Linked DNA regions of Zea mays: region 1 is linked to region 2. Evidence: chromatin contacts called from public Hi-C data. All regions are on one chromosome and are shown on one strand. Each heading gives the region's core, a stretch centred on a gene start, on an enhancer-like site or on the middle of the called end of the contact. The rest is flanking DNA. Distances are from core to core; before and after follow the strand shown.

Region 1 (6,509 bases), core at 3,379-5,878, 260 kb before region 2:
AACCCAGTCTATCCCACACGGAGCCTCTAGATAACCGCCGGTGAACCGTGAGCCTGTTGTCGTTACGCACCGGCCCTGGACATGTATAGGATCGATGTCCCAGAGCCTTGCAGCGAAAACACCTTGGCTCCCTGCGGCACGACACAGCGAAGTGGTCGTCGGCAAAGCAGTTGAAACAGCGGCCGATCAAGTCGACGGGCACAGCCTTGCTAGCCCGCAGCAATTTAGCACTCCGCTGCCTTGTCTTCTTCGACCTTACTTTAACCCAACCGTCGGCATCCTTCTTCGGGGCTCTCTCCAGACCACGAAACCAGCGGTGCTTATACCCCGGCGAGATATGGGGGCTCTGTACCGCGATCTCAAGTGGGGAGGGCACACTCGATGATGGCTGCGTAGCAGTTGCCCCGGAAGACGACTGCTCGGCAAGGATTCTGGGCGACGGCGACCTTGAAATAGCACTAGGAGAGGATCGCGGGTGGAGGACGACGTCACGAAAAGACGGCCGGTTGCCCGCCGCCAATATGGACTGATCTCCGTCCGGCGAGTCAGGGCTGCTGTCCGTCCATCGTTGAGACTTGGACCGCCCAAGGATGTCACAGGGAGACGCTTCAGCGGAAGAGGTAGGGGTGAGGATCGGGGCCGACGTCTCAGGGGGGGAGGGATCCGTAGAGGCAGTAGCGTGATGGGAGGTGGTCGCCGGCCCCGGAGTGGGCACCGGCGAGGGCTGGTGGGGAGGTGAGACGTCGGGGGGAGCGGGAAGGTCAGGAGCGGGAAGGTCAGGAGCCATCTTCCTTTTACTGGGTATTCGCGTAGACATAGTCCTGTCAGTCTATATGTCAAAAGGCTAAGATTAACTAATGTTGTAATAGTTCCAGAACAATGCAAAAACACCCAATAGGCATTACAGTCATAGGACACACGATTGTTTTTTCAACCATAACATAATATATAATAGTAATAATACAGTGAATTGCACTAGGTTCTCCAATCAGGCCATATATTTGAACAGACAATTAGGCTAGTTCAATGTAACGAGAGGCTAAACTTCCTAGCAACACCACAAGTAAATCTTACCCATAAGACATGGAGCTTCTTACAATGACGAATAATACCGATAAGCTGGGTACTCTGAATCAATGTAGCATAGCTGAGATTCAAGCATGTAAGATTTCTGATCTTGCAATTTGACAAAATTCCTTGAACATAAAAGCCTGGAGCATCCCAAAAACCAGATATACTCTTCAGTGAAGTGCAGTTCTCAAGAGCTCTACATAAACTGGCATATGCAGCAGGGTCATTGCCTTGTAAAAAGGATCCTGTGCCTAAATCCTCTAGCTTAGGTGTGCGAGAAAGGATTCTGGACAAAACATCAAATGGAACTGCAAGATTCAGCCTTAAACTTTTAAGATTTGGACTCCTTGCAACAAGTTCCTCCAGTGCAACAGCATTCACCTCCCCAGTCAAGCAGGAAAAATTCAAGCATTCTAGTGATGTTGAAGACTTGGGAAAACAATTAATCCACTGATGGTCTTGATGTTTCACACAACTCTTTTGTAAGTCTAGTTCCTTAAGAAACCTGAAAGTGAAGAGCTACAAGATATGTAAAAATGTAAAATATTGTGGACTAACCATGAGTAACATCTCTTTAGCAAACTAAATAGTAAGATGACACTTTGTCAATTAAAATGAAGTTTTCTTAACACAATAGAAGATGCCAAAACTGGAAGCCAATAATGTTATATAACTGCAGCTTGAGCTTTCTTCCATCATTGAAATCTATTTGTTCTAGCTAGATGTCTCAATCATGCCTTTTCAGTATGTACTTTGCTAGAGAGATAGAAACAAGGAATGGAACTCATACAATCACTCAAGCACTAGACAATAGGCATGTACTAAGCAGACTAGAAACTACTGTACCATCTTTGTCAAAGATTTTAGTTCGAGAGCTTAGAAACCGGGAACGTGGAACTTGGCCATGTTCCTCGTTCCAAGAACGTTCATTCCGTTCCAGGAATCTGGGAACAATCTCATTCCCGTAGTGTTAAAACCTAGTTTAGTAGCGTACCACTACCACGTTCCCGTTCCTCGATCCCATCGACCCGGGAACCTAGATACTAAGTTTGAGAGTTTATGCTCTGCCAAGCATTGAAGATCTCAATTATGGTATTTGGATATAAACCAAAGTAAACATAAACAATATTTCAGTATTCAAGTATCATACAGATAAGCTATGGAAAAAACTAGAAGTGTAGATAACTTCTGTTTCGTAGATTTTGCATTGCGTCAATTATTTGCATTGGGAAGTCTTTATCTATAAACACACAGCAGATAACTTTTAATAATCAATAACCAAGGAAGTATACAGAGATGGAAAGGCATACATGATCTGGTATAATATGGTGTAGACACAATAAACTCAGCATCAGCAGGATGAAGATTGCAAACATAATACTGAAATGGATTGTTTGTTAATTAAATGGGCATGCTAGATGAACTAAAACAATGGTCACTAGGCACTTTCCCAAACATGATAATGCCTAAGTTTTCAGAATTCTCACCTGCAATTGGTGGCAATATTAGCAAGCCCGGTAGTACTGAACCCCTCACAACAAACAAGGACAAGTGATTTAAAGTTGGTAAAGGATAGAGAAAGCAACTTGAGGCATTCATCAGTCACAACCATAAACTTCAGCCGGAGCTCCTCAAGACCTGGGCATGCACGGGCGCACGCATCCACCCATGGATTTGCAGTGGCACCCCAACCCGCCGGGACAAGGTTGAATTCAGCAAAGTGCGGTTTGCCCTTCAAGCTCAGTGCACGCATGTTGGGAAACCGCATGTGTACACGCTCTGGGCACACCGCATAACAGTTTCTTACAAGCACTGAATGGCGGCCATGACGCTCAATGTCGTACCATGCCCGGCAGACCAAGGACACCGCGTTGCGGTCCTGATGCGACGTTACATAACCAAGGATATACCCTACTACTTCATCAGGAAAGTATGCCATTGTGACGCCCCTGGAATACTAATAAAACTCCATACACGTGTAGTTCCCCAAAAGTTGCCTGCTCACAAACAAACAACATGGACAGAATTTTATATTATCAGCTAGAGGCATTAAGTAACGAACATTTGCAGCAATGAACGCCAATTTGGTACTCCTCTACGGGCCAGTTTGCACAAAGCAGACCTTGGTTGTAAAGTTCTACTAATCGACAAGAGTTAACACGAATACTATTAAATATATATTCCATGATTTTAATATTATTAACTATGTGTTAATTATATTATCTATTAACAAGAAAAAGGCATATAAAGAAGAGTAAGATAATTTTTGTATGATAAAGGTATTTTGGTCTATACAAAGGCTAAAAACATGGCAACGACTGCTATGCAAGCAGTCCTTCCTTGCAAGCGTGCAAGCAAACCATCTGATCCATTAGATTACGATCCAACCGTAGGTCACATTTAACACTTAAACCCTTCCACCACCAGCTCAATAATCTTTATAAAAAACCCTTAACAAACCTTCTTTGTATCTGTGGTTGGGTCGTAATATAATGGATCAGATAGTTTGCTTGCACGCTTGCAAAAAAGGACTGCTTGAATAGCAGTCGTTGCCAAAAAACATAAGATATAATGTTACAAAAAAAATAGGAGTATTATATCAATGTATTTATAGGCATTTTGGCAAGTTCTACGGCTCCATGACCATTTGGCGAAGCCACGTGTTGGCTGGCGTGTACATTATTTCAAATATCTCGCACAAAGCAACGCTTAATCGACAAGAGTTAGCACAGAACACGGATCAGAAAGCAGTTAATGGATTGCGTAGCAGAAGCAGTTGAATTAGCAACAGCTCATATAAAATCCATACCTGTGTGTGTTCTGACAAATTGCCAAATTGGCCCTGAGGAAGAGGGCAAACATCACAGAACACGGATCGGAAAGCAGTTAATGGATCGTGTAGCAGAAGCAGTTGAATTGGCAACAGCTCACATAAAGTCCAAAACTTCAGACTGGCAGAAATCGTATGTGTTCTGAAAAAAATGCCAAATTGGACCTGAGGAAGAGGGCTAACTTTTTCGTTTTTGGACCAATCCGAGGGCAACCTCACTACCTCAGCCAAAGAATCCCTCCTACGAGAGACGAAGTCCCCCAAAACTACAAGATCAGATGATCATTCATTTCGTGACTCAGAATCCGAGCCCTAATAAAGAAAACAGAAAAAAAAACAAGGCACCACACCGAACCGGATTTACACGAAATTGGAAAATCATGAGCCACAGCAGGGAGAATCGTTGGCCTAACCACACTAGATCGTCCGATCAACCCCAATACTAAACCCTAAATTTCCCCGCAGAGCCCACAAGAGGGGAAAGAGGTAACTCGCTAAAAAAATTCCCCAATAAACCTTGAGGAACCAGGAAACGCAGCGATCAGAGACCGATCGGATCGGAGAAGGGGGCGACGAGATGGAATCTGCAGGGGAGAATACCGGGGATTTCTCGCGTGAGGGTGGCGATTATTGGATGGTCGCTTGGAACCGCCGCCTCCTACGCTACGCCAGTCGTGAGTCGTCAGTCGACTTCGACTCCTAGTCGTAGAAGCCGAGGTTGTTACGTTACGTCTCTCTATTGTTGTTTTTTTTTTTGCTAAATATTTATAGATCAAACTTCCGTGCAAACGTGCAATCCTGGTCCTGGATCATGCGTCCTTGATTGCCGGCTGATATTTTACAACTACACCCTCTCGCCAAGGCAATTCGATTTTACGAATAACCCCTTCAAATTTGTTCCCTCAAAAATTATTCCTTAGCCCACGACGAGCCTCAGCCCTCATGTAACCATCGATCTCCCACGACGGTTCCGTTCTTGCCGCCGCCGGCGATGGCACAAGAAAGGGTGGTAATGGATCATGGCCCTAATACTTGCTTTAAAAATCAACAAAGCTCTTAATTTTGTTAGTTCAAAATTGTATCGTTTTATGATTTGGTCCTAACTTGACTCGATCCTTAAATTTGCTAGGCTAAATTAAATGGCCCGTTACCACCCCTAGGCACAAGACGATGGATGGTAGTCCCGCCGCCTCTTCCCTCCTCTCGATCGTCGCCTCCGCCCATGTCTCCTAGTCCATATGTGCGCCATGAAGATTAAAGAGAGACGTTATTGGGTCTTTTTATCTTTACTAGGTAGGTGCCCGTGCGTTGCGACGGCACATAAGTTGTTTAGAGAGATCTATGGTTGCTCGTCCAAGTCAATGACATGCTATCGTTGTTGCTAGGCACCATCATCCGAATAAGGATATAAGTATTCGGGATAGAAAGGAACATGAAGTTCTAAACAAAACCGAACATGTGCTTGGCGGCTCCTATCTTGCGAAACGATGGAGATCCTCTTGCATGGACGACAAAAATAACATTAATTAATTAAAAACTATAAGATTGATTAAGCTAAAGTAAACGCTCAACATCCACAAACAAGTATTGTAGTGCAGTGCACTTTAATACGCAAACGCTCCCACTGCTCACCTCTGCATGCAGTTCATAACACCTCGTGCAAATTCGTCCCCTATCAAAGAACGTGCTGAAGTATAAAAAGGCTCGTATGATTCATCATCATTGACTGATCAGTTTTCATAACTACAGTGAAATTGTAGGCTCATGCCACACCATATGCGATAACATCATCGCTTGGTCATTCACACAAGTGGAAATTGTATGTGCGAGAGCAATAACAATAGAAGTGAGCAGCCCTCTATTTCATTGAAGGCTTCATTTTACCAACAAAATAGTGGTATGAACAGCTCGAAAACTAATTCTAAAACTTAAAATCTTGAACCACATTGTATCTCTACTACTCTAAATGTAGCCTCCCAAAAATTCAAATTCTGAAATTTTCTCAAACTCGCCCTAAATTCAAAATGAATTTGAAATTTCATTTCAAAATGTTTGTTTGCGAGTTGATATCAACAAATAAATTATAGTGGTCTATATTCTCTCTAAAATCCTCCTCAAAATATCCTACAAATATTTCTCCAGTGATCCCCCTCAAATTGTTTACAGAAATACTGCCCAGATATTTCCCTAGTGATCCTCTTCAAGTTCTGTCCAGAAATACTGCCCAAATATTCCACCGATATATCTCCAGGTATTTTCTTCTTAAGAAATACCTTTAGAATCATTTTTCAAGTCCCTACAAATATTTTCTTCATAACTTTCGTCATGCTCATACGTATACGTATGCCTCCGGTGTCATACGTTGAGCTCTACAAGCTAATTACACTCATATAAGACAAATACAAGCTAATCTCCCACTAATCCTCTCATCCTCCCACTAATCCTCTCATCCCTCCTAGAGATGGCAATGGGTACCCGCGACCCGATACCCGATGGGTATTTACTCCATTAGGGTATGTATGTGGGCTAAATATTCTACCCGTGGGTCTGTTATTGGGCAAAAACCTTCACCCAATGGGTAAACGGGTATTAGAACGTTCCGCCTTCA
Region 2 (5,965 bases), core at 1,333-3,832:
ATTATTATTGTTTTCAGCCATTTTTTCGTGTTTTCTCAGACGTTTCTTATGTTATTGATTCTGGCATTCCAAAAAATATTAAGTCATTTTAGTGTCGAGACAACATTTAAGTCACTCTAGTTAACTTTAAGTCATTCCAAAGTCTAGGTAACACAGATATTATGTCATATTCAATAAACATTAAGTTATTATTGTTTCAGGCACTTTTCTGGTTTTTCTCGGACATTTCTTATGCTATTGATTGTGTCATTCTAGAAAATATTAAGTCATTCTAGCGTATTGACAACATTTAAGTCATTCCAAAGTCTAGTTAATATTTAAGTCATTTTATTCTACATGAAGTTATTTTTTTAGGCGAGGGGGCTCGGCTCGACTCTTGCACGCTCACAGTGGCGAAGGTGCTCCCTCGCGCGAGGCTTCATCGGCTAGCTGGGCGGGCGCGGGGGGCAGCTTCATCGGCGGGCTGAGCGGGTGCCAGGGGGCTTGGTCGGTTTGCTGGGCGAGCAAGCACGTGGTCTAGGTGATTGACGATTGAATTCATTACCCTAGGTGATGAATAGATCATACATATAGTAGCAACACTGGTTTCGTAGCCCCAAGCCTTAGTAGCATGACACTCTTCTACTATACGTAGCTTTCTACCTTTTAACATATACATACATCGAAAATAGTTCTAAACCTGCGGTGGGGTCTAATTTTTACAGTGATATTTCTAGTGGCGGTTTCTAGTCTTATTTTTAGTGGCGGGTGGGGCCTAGGTGAGGCCCTCTCCTAATTAATTTGTTTTCTATTTTAAAAACTAATTTTATGTTTTCTTGAAAAGATTTTCACTGGTAGTTTTATTGCCTTGATCGTCGGTGGAAATCGATTTTCACTGGCCATTCTTAATTATATTACTCGTCTGTACAACTAATTATTTCTAATGGTTCTTAATATTAACGGTTCTGCAAAACACTAACCACCTCTATATATAGAATTTCTTTGTACTAGTAATATAACCTTTCTATCTTTAACGACTGCAAGGAGCCTATACCAAAATTGCAGCTATATTGTGAAAAAGAAGACAAAGGAAAGGAAATGATGAGATGTTATGAAGTTTACATTAACCTCTGATCTTTTCTTAGGCTGTCTCCAATAACGTTCTCTAAATTTCATCATTTAAAAGAATATTTTCTATTTTTTATAGCACCCTCTAAAAAATTTCATCCTCTGTATCTTCTTCATCTCCAACAATGTCTTCTAAATTTCATCTTCTATATCTTATTTCATATATTTTACCCACGATATTAATAGAAAATATCAGAAATTGATTCTTGTTTGAACGGTAACTCTATCCCCAAATTCCCCAAACCAGCGTATGTATTCTTCTTCTAGTTCGTTCTCCAAGTCCTGACCGCATCTCGTTGCTCCAAAATCTGTTGCATCGAGCTTCTTCCCCTGCAGCAATGGCGTCCCTTCGCGGACTCCACACTCAGAGAGGCCGGGACGTCCATGGAGGTCTTCCCAAGCTTCATCACCATGTCGGTGCTGCCTCCAGCGTGCGGATGCAGATGCCGCGGCCAGGTGCGCGCGACACAGCGGGGAAGCTCCGTCCCGACGGCCATGGCGCGGTGGTTCTCCTGCTGTCTTGATGAGTGTGGGGTTGTCAAGTCCGTGGTGTGTCGCTGCGGCTCGAGATGCTCGAAGACAACGACGCGTATAGATAGCGGATGAATAGGAAACAGCCAGATTTAGCGGTCGCTGTGATGCCTCTATATTTTAGAGGATGATTTACCGTTCGTTATTGGAGGCATAGAGAACACTAACAACCGCTAAATTTACCGTAGCGGACGCTTTAGCGTCCGGACACAGCCTGTTCATTTCGGTATAGATGGCCAAATGGGCCGTGCTTAACGGGCCGGCCCGAAGCACGGCCCGTTTAATAGTGCCGGGCCGGGCCCGGAACGACAGCCGTGCCGTGCTTGGGCCGCTGTCTCGGCCCGTAGTGCCGGCCCGGCCCGGCACGATTATATTTTTTTTATTTTAGAAAACATAGTATATATATATTATGATTTTATATTTGCTATTTACAACAAACGCATGAGAGTTCTACTGGTTAGTGTGTTACATATAGTGCTTCCAACCTTGTAGAGGGAGGTTGTGGGTTCAAAACCCCATCCCGCACAGGTTTTTTGCCATTTTCTGGTTTAATGAGGCAATATGGAAAAATTAAACGGGCCGGCCCGGCACGGCTACCAGACCGGCGTGCCGTGCCTGGGCCGCGTCTCCGGCACGTGGGCCGATCGGGCACGGCCCGATTACCTGTCGGGCCTAACGGGCCCGTGCCGGGCCGCCCGTTTGGGCAACTATACATTTCGGTAATTGCAATTGCATACCCACGTACTACCTCGTTCCGAAGTCATGGTGGGGATCGAGTCATTTTATATGTAAGGAACTCCAGTGGTCATAGTCTTCGATGTTCAAGTCAATGGGGACACAACGAAAGCGACCACCAAATGCAGGAGCATAGATTCGTGCCAATCCCTTGCAGCAGCCTCGGTCCCTTGTCTCTATAAATGCAACACTGCTGCGCATCAACTTCATCACCAAACAAGCAAGCTAGCTGGTCACCAGTTGTTAACATATACATCAGCAAGCTCCACGAAAGCAAGAAGAAGAAGAAACATGACGACCACTGCTGCGGTCGTCAAGCTCCTGACAGCCGTACTCCTCTTCTTCGCCGTCTCTCTTCGGGGTACGTAAGGCCTGCAAATCGACCTGCTCGTTGTGCAAACTTTGTCAGTAGGGCATGTTTGCGTAGTGACGAAATTTCGACAAATTCTGAGACGATTTAGTTCGCTTAAATTTGAATTAAGCGCCGTAAACACATGCATCCAAGAACATATTGTACATATAATCTGTAGACATTATTCTTTGCATTGGTACCCAGTACCCCTAATTATTGATCATATATTCTTGAAAGGTTCCAGCATTTGTTAATTACGTACTGAGCAACAGGTACCAAGGGCGAGCCATGCGGCACGTCCAGCATCCACGTGCAGACCGTCAACACGGGCGCGACGGCGGCTGCCGGCGACACGCTGTTCGAGGTCCAGGTGAAAAACCTGTGCTTATGCAGCGTCAGGAACGTGCGCGTGGACGGTGGCGGCTTCGCGACGACGGTGGAGGTCGACCCGGCCCTGTTCCGCCCAGTGGACGGCGGTGTCTACCTAGTGAACGCCGGCGAGTCCATCGCGAGCATGGGCATCGTGAGCTTCCGTTACGCTTGGGACCACTTCTTCCAGTTGACTCCTAGGAGCTTGGAGGTCGACGGCCAGGGCTAGTAGCTACTCACTCCGTTTCTTTTTATTTATCGCTGGATAATGTAAAATTTCAATATCCAGCGATAAATAAAAAAACGGAGGGAGTACTAGCTACCAAACTACTAGAGTCGTAGCAAGCTGGTTGCCTTGTTGAAGTATACTGTAGTGTGGGGCTGTGGGCTGTATATCGCTTTTGATATACAGTGCTAGTAATAACGCATAAATCTTCCACGATTGTTTAAGCCTTTTCGTTTGTGTCGGATTGCACCCGGAATCGTTCCAGCTAATCAAAGTTTATATAAATTAGAGAAACAATCCGGTTAAAAATCGTTCTGACCCGCTAATCCGGTACAAACGAACAAGACCTTAAGCGTCACTCTTCCAATCCGGTCTTCCTCTTCATGCTTCATACACAATAAGGTAAAATTATGCAAAGTGAGGGTTTGAGCCTTATTCATCGGCTCACCATTCACATCCACCTAACAAATAGAACACATATTTTTATGTTTTATTAAAACTAAAACTATCTACATAATATATAGAAACAGGGGCGGAGAGCCTGTTATGGTCAAGTATGGCCTACGCCATACCTCAGCCCAATCCGCTAAAGGAGTTAAACATATTTTTTCCAGCGGCCACGCCCATCAGCAGATCCACCCCGCACGCAACTCACCAAGCTTCCGCGCGTCAGTCTCCCTGCTCTGCGGTCGCTGCCAACCATCGCCCACCACCACCAGTTGTCCAGCTCTACGCCCGACGGCGCCAGCCAGCCGCTAGCTCCATGCCCGGCACGCCGCAACCCACCAACCGCGCGCAGTCACGCACAGCGCACAGCTCTTGTCGTCGGCCACCGGAGCTCGTTGGACCGCGCCTCGCCGTGATTTTGCCTCACCCGACTGGCTGAGCTCGACCACGCCTCTTCGGTTGCCGCCTCCCCTCCTTGGCCCCGTCGGGCCTCGGCCTCTGGCGTCTGGCCGACGTCGAGCCAATTGAAGGCTTGAAGTAGTGAGGCTGTCAACCTGTCAGGCCATGTGTCTGTATGTGCACAACACAATGAACGTGATTGAGGAAGTGAGACAATGACAGTGAGAAACAGAGGATTAGAAATTTAGAAGCGAACCAGCAAGGAACAAAGGAAGTCGCCACTTTTCACTACCATACCTTATTTTTGGTTTGTGCTCCGTCGCTGTATAGAAACCATAACAATGTATAGTTATATGACTAGTAGTGTGTAAAAGGGTGTTAGATAGAGAGAGGACGAAAAACTGTCTTCACCTCTAGCAGTGAACAACGAACATATGTACGCTAAAGGCGTATTTGATTTGAAGAATCAATCTATTCTAGATAAGGTGATGTTGTTGAATAATTAAACAAATTCCAAATTAAATTCCGAATATAAATCATGACCAAATCAGAAGAACTGAAATAAAAAAACCAAATCAAATGATGCGTACTGATTAGACTTACTGATAGATGACGCGCGCCGGAATCAGCAGGGTCGACGATGTCGAAGTAGAGAAATCAGCAGGGTCGACGAGGTCAGAAGATCACGAGCAGTCGCGTGAAGACGCTTCCCAAAAACCTTATTCGTCCTCTCCCGGTGCAGGATCTAGAAGACGAAGGGTTCCAGAGACCTGTTCTCCTGATCGCAGATGCACCTCTGCGGTCGGGACGAAGGGAACTAAAAGACGACTCAGCTATGAAGAGAGGCGAAAGCGAAACTGGGATGATTTGGAGGCTGGCTGCCGGGCTCCTTTTATAGGGCCGAGTCCGCGACCCCCGAGCTTATCCGCCCACGAAAATCTCGCAATCAGTTGAGATTTTATAGCGATCGGTTAGGATAAGTGTAACAGCCAAGAAACCAAAAATCAAACGGCAAAAGGTAGCCGCACCCCCGCAAGGCGAGGGGCCGGATTTCGGCGGACCATTCACGCGCATGTCGTGCGCCCGCGCCCTTCGCCCCGCCCCGCCCCGGCCCGGCCAGGCGAGGCGAGCGAGCGCGCGCGTGTGGCTCTCCACACTCTCTCCTCTCATCCATGACTTGGTGAGTGAGTGTGGCTTCCATATTTAAGCTAGCTCTACTCCACTAGAACTAGCAATATGGTGCTATTGGTTCCACCAATTCCCTAGCCATCCACTTGTATGGGCTTTTGAGATTTTCCTGGGATTTATTAGAATTTCTTAATTGGGCCAAGCCCGTAAATCCTAACAATCCCCCACCAGATCTCAAATGCCCATCTGCAGTTTTCGCCACTGTTCACTACTGTTTAATATACTAGTTTTTCAGCAGAGACTGTTAAGTTGAACTTCCGCCTAGAACTCCAAGCTACACCAACCCACAACTTGGACAATGGACTATGCCTTGAATTGCAAGTTTTGCGTGAATGGGTTTCACTTGAAGTCATGACCAGTACTTGGCTACCAGTAGTCCCCTTCTCGGGTGGAGCATATACGTCGTACTCCAAGGTCTCTTCATGAGTTTACTAGAGATCACCCAAATCTCATAGACTGCGACGTTAGACAGTCTAACTCATATAGGTGTGTTCTTTCAAAGAATGTTCTGCAGGACAACATCTTCGCTAATACAAGCCAACAGAACACATTAAGGCACAAAGCCAACCTGCCTTACAGCATTTGAGAGTATTGCATCTTTACTTAGAGAG

The links. A called contact is a pair of places that touch in the nucleus more often than the background predicts.
Region 1: a Hi-C map of leaf shows a contact between it and region 2, with 6 times the contacts expected there. The contact joins the promoter of LOC100281739 here to the promoter of LOC100275307 in region 2. A contact is called at or near these places in 2 of 25 Hi-C or Micro-C datasets (leaf and tassel).

Annotation. Positions count from the first base shown.
Region 1 is chr2:229,096,551-229,103,059 of Zm-B73-REFERENCE-NAM-5.0, reverse strand. LOC100281739 (transport inhibitor response 1 protein) reads right to left here and starts at 4,628. Exons shown (of 4, transcript NM_001154659.3): 1 at 4,502-4,628; 2 at 2,559-3,068; 3 at 1,075-1,576. The coding sequence starts at 3,010.
Region 2 is chr2:228,832,813-228,838,777 of Zm-B73-REFERENCE-NAM-5.0, reverse strand. It overlaps LOC100275307, which reads left to right and starts at 2,582. Exons shown (of 2, transcript NM_001365946.1): 1 at 2,582-2,734; 2 at 2,998-3,536. The coding sequence starts at 2,665. The coding sequence ends at 3,323.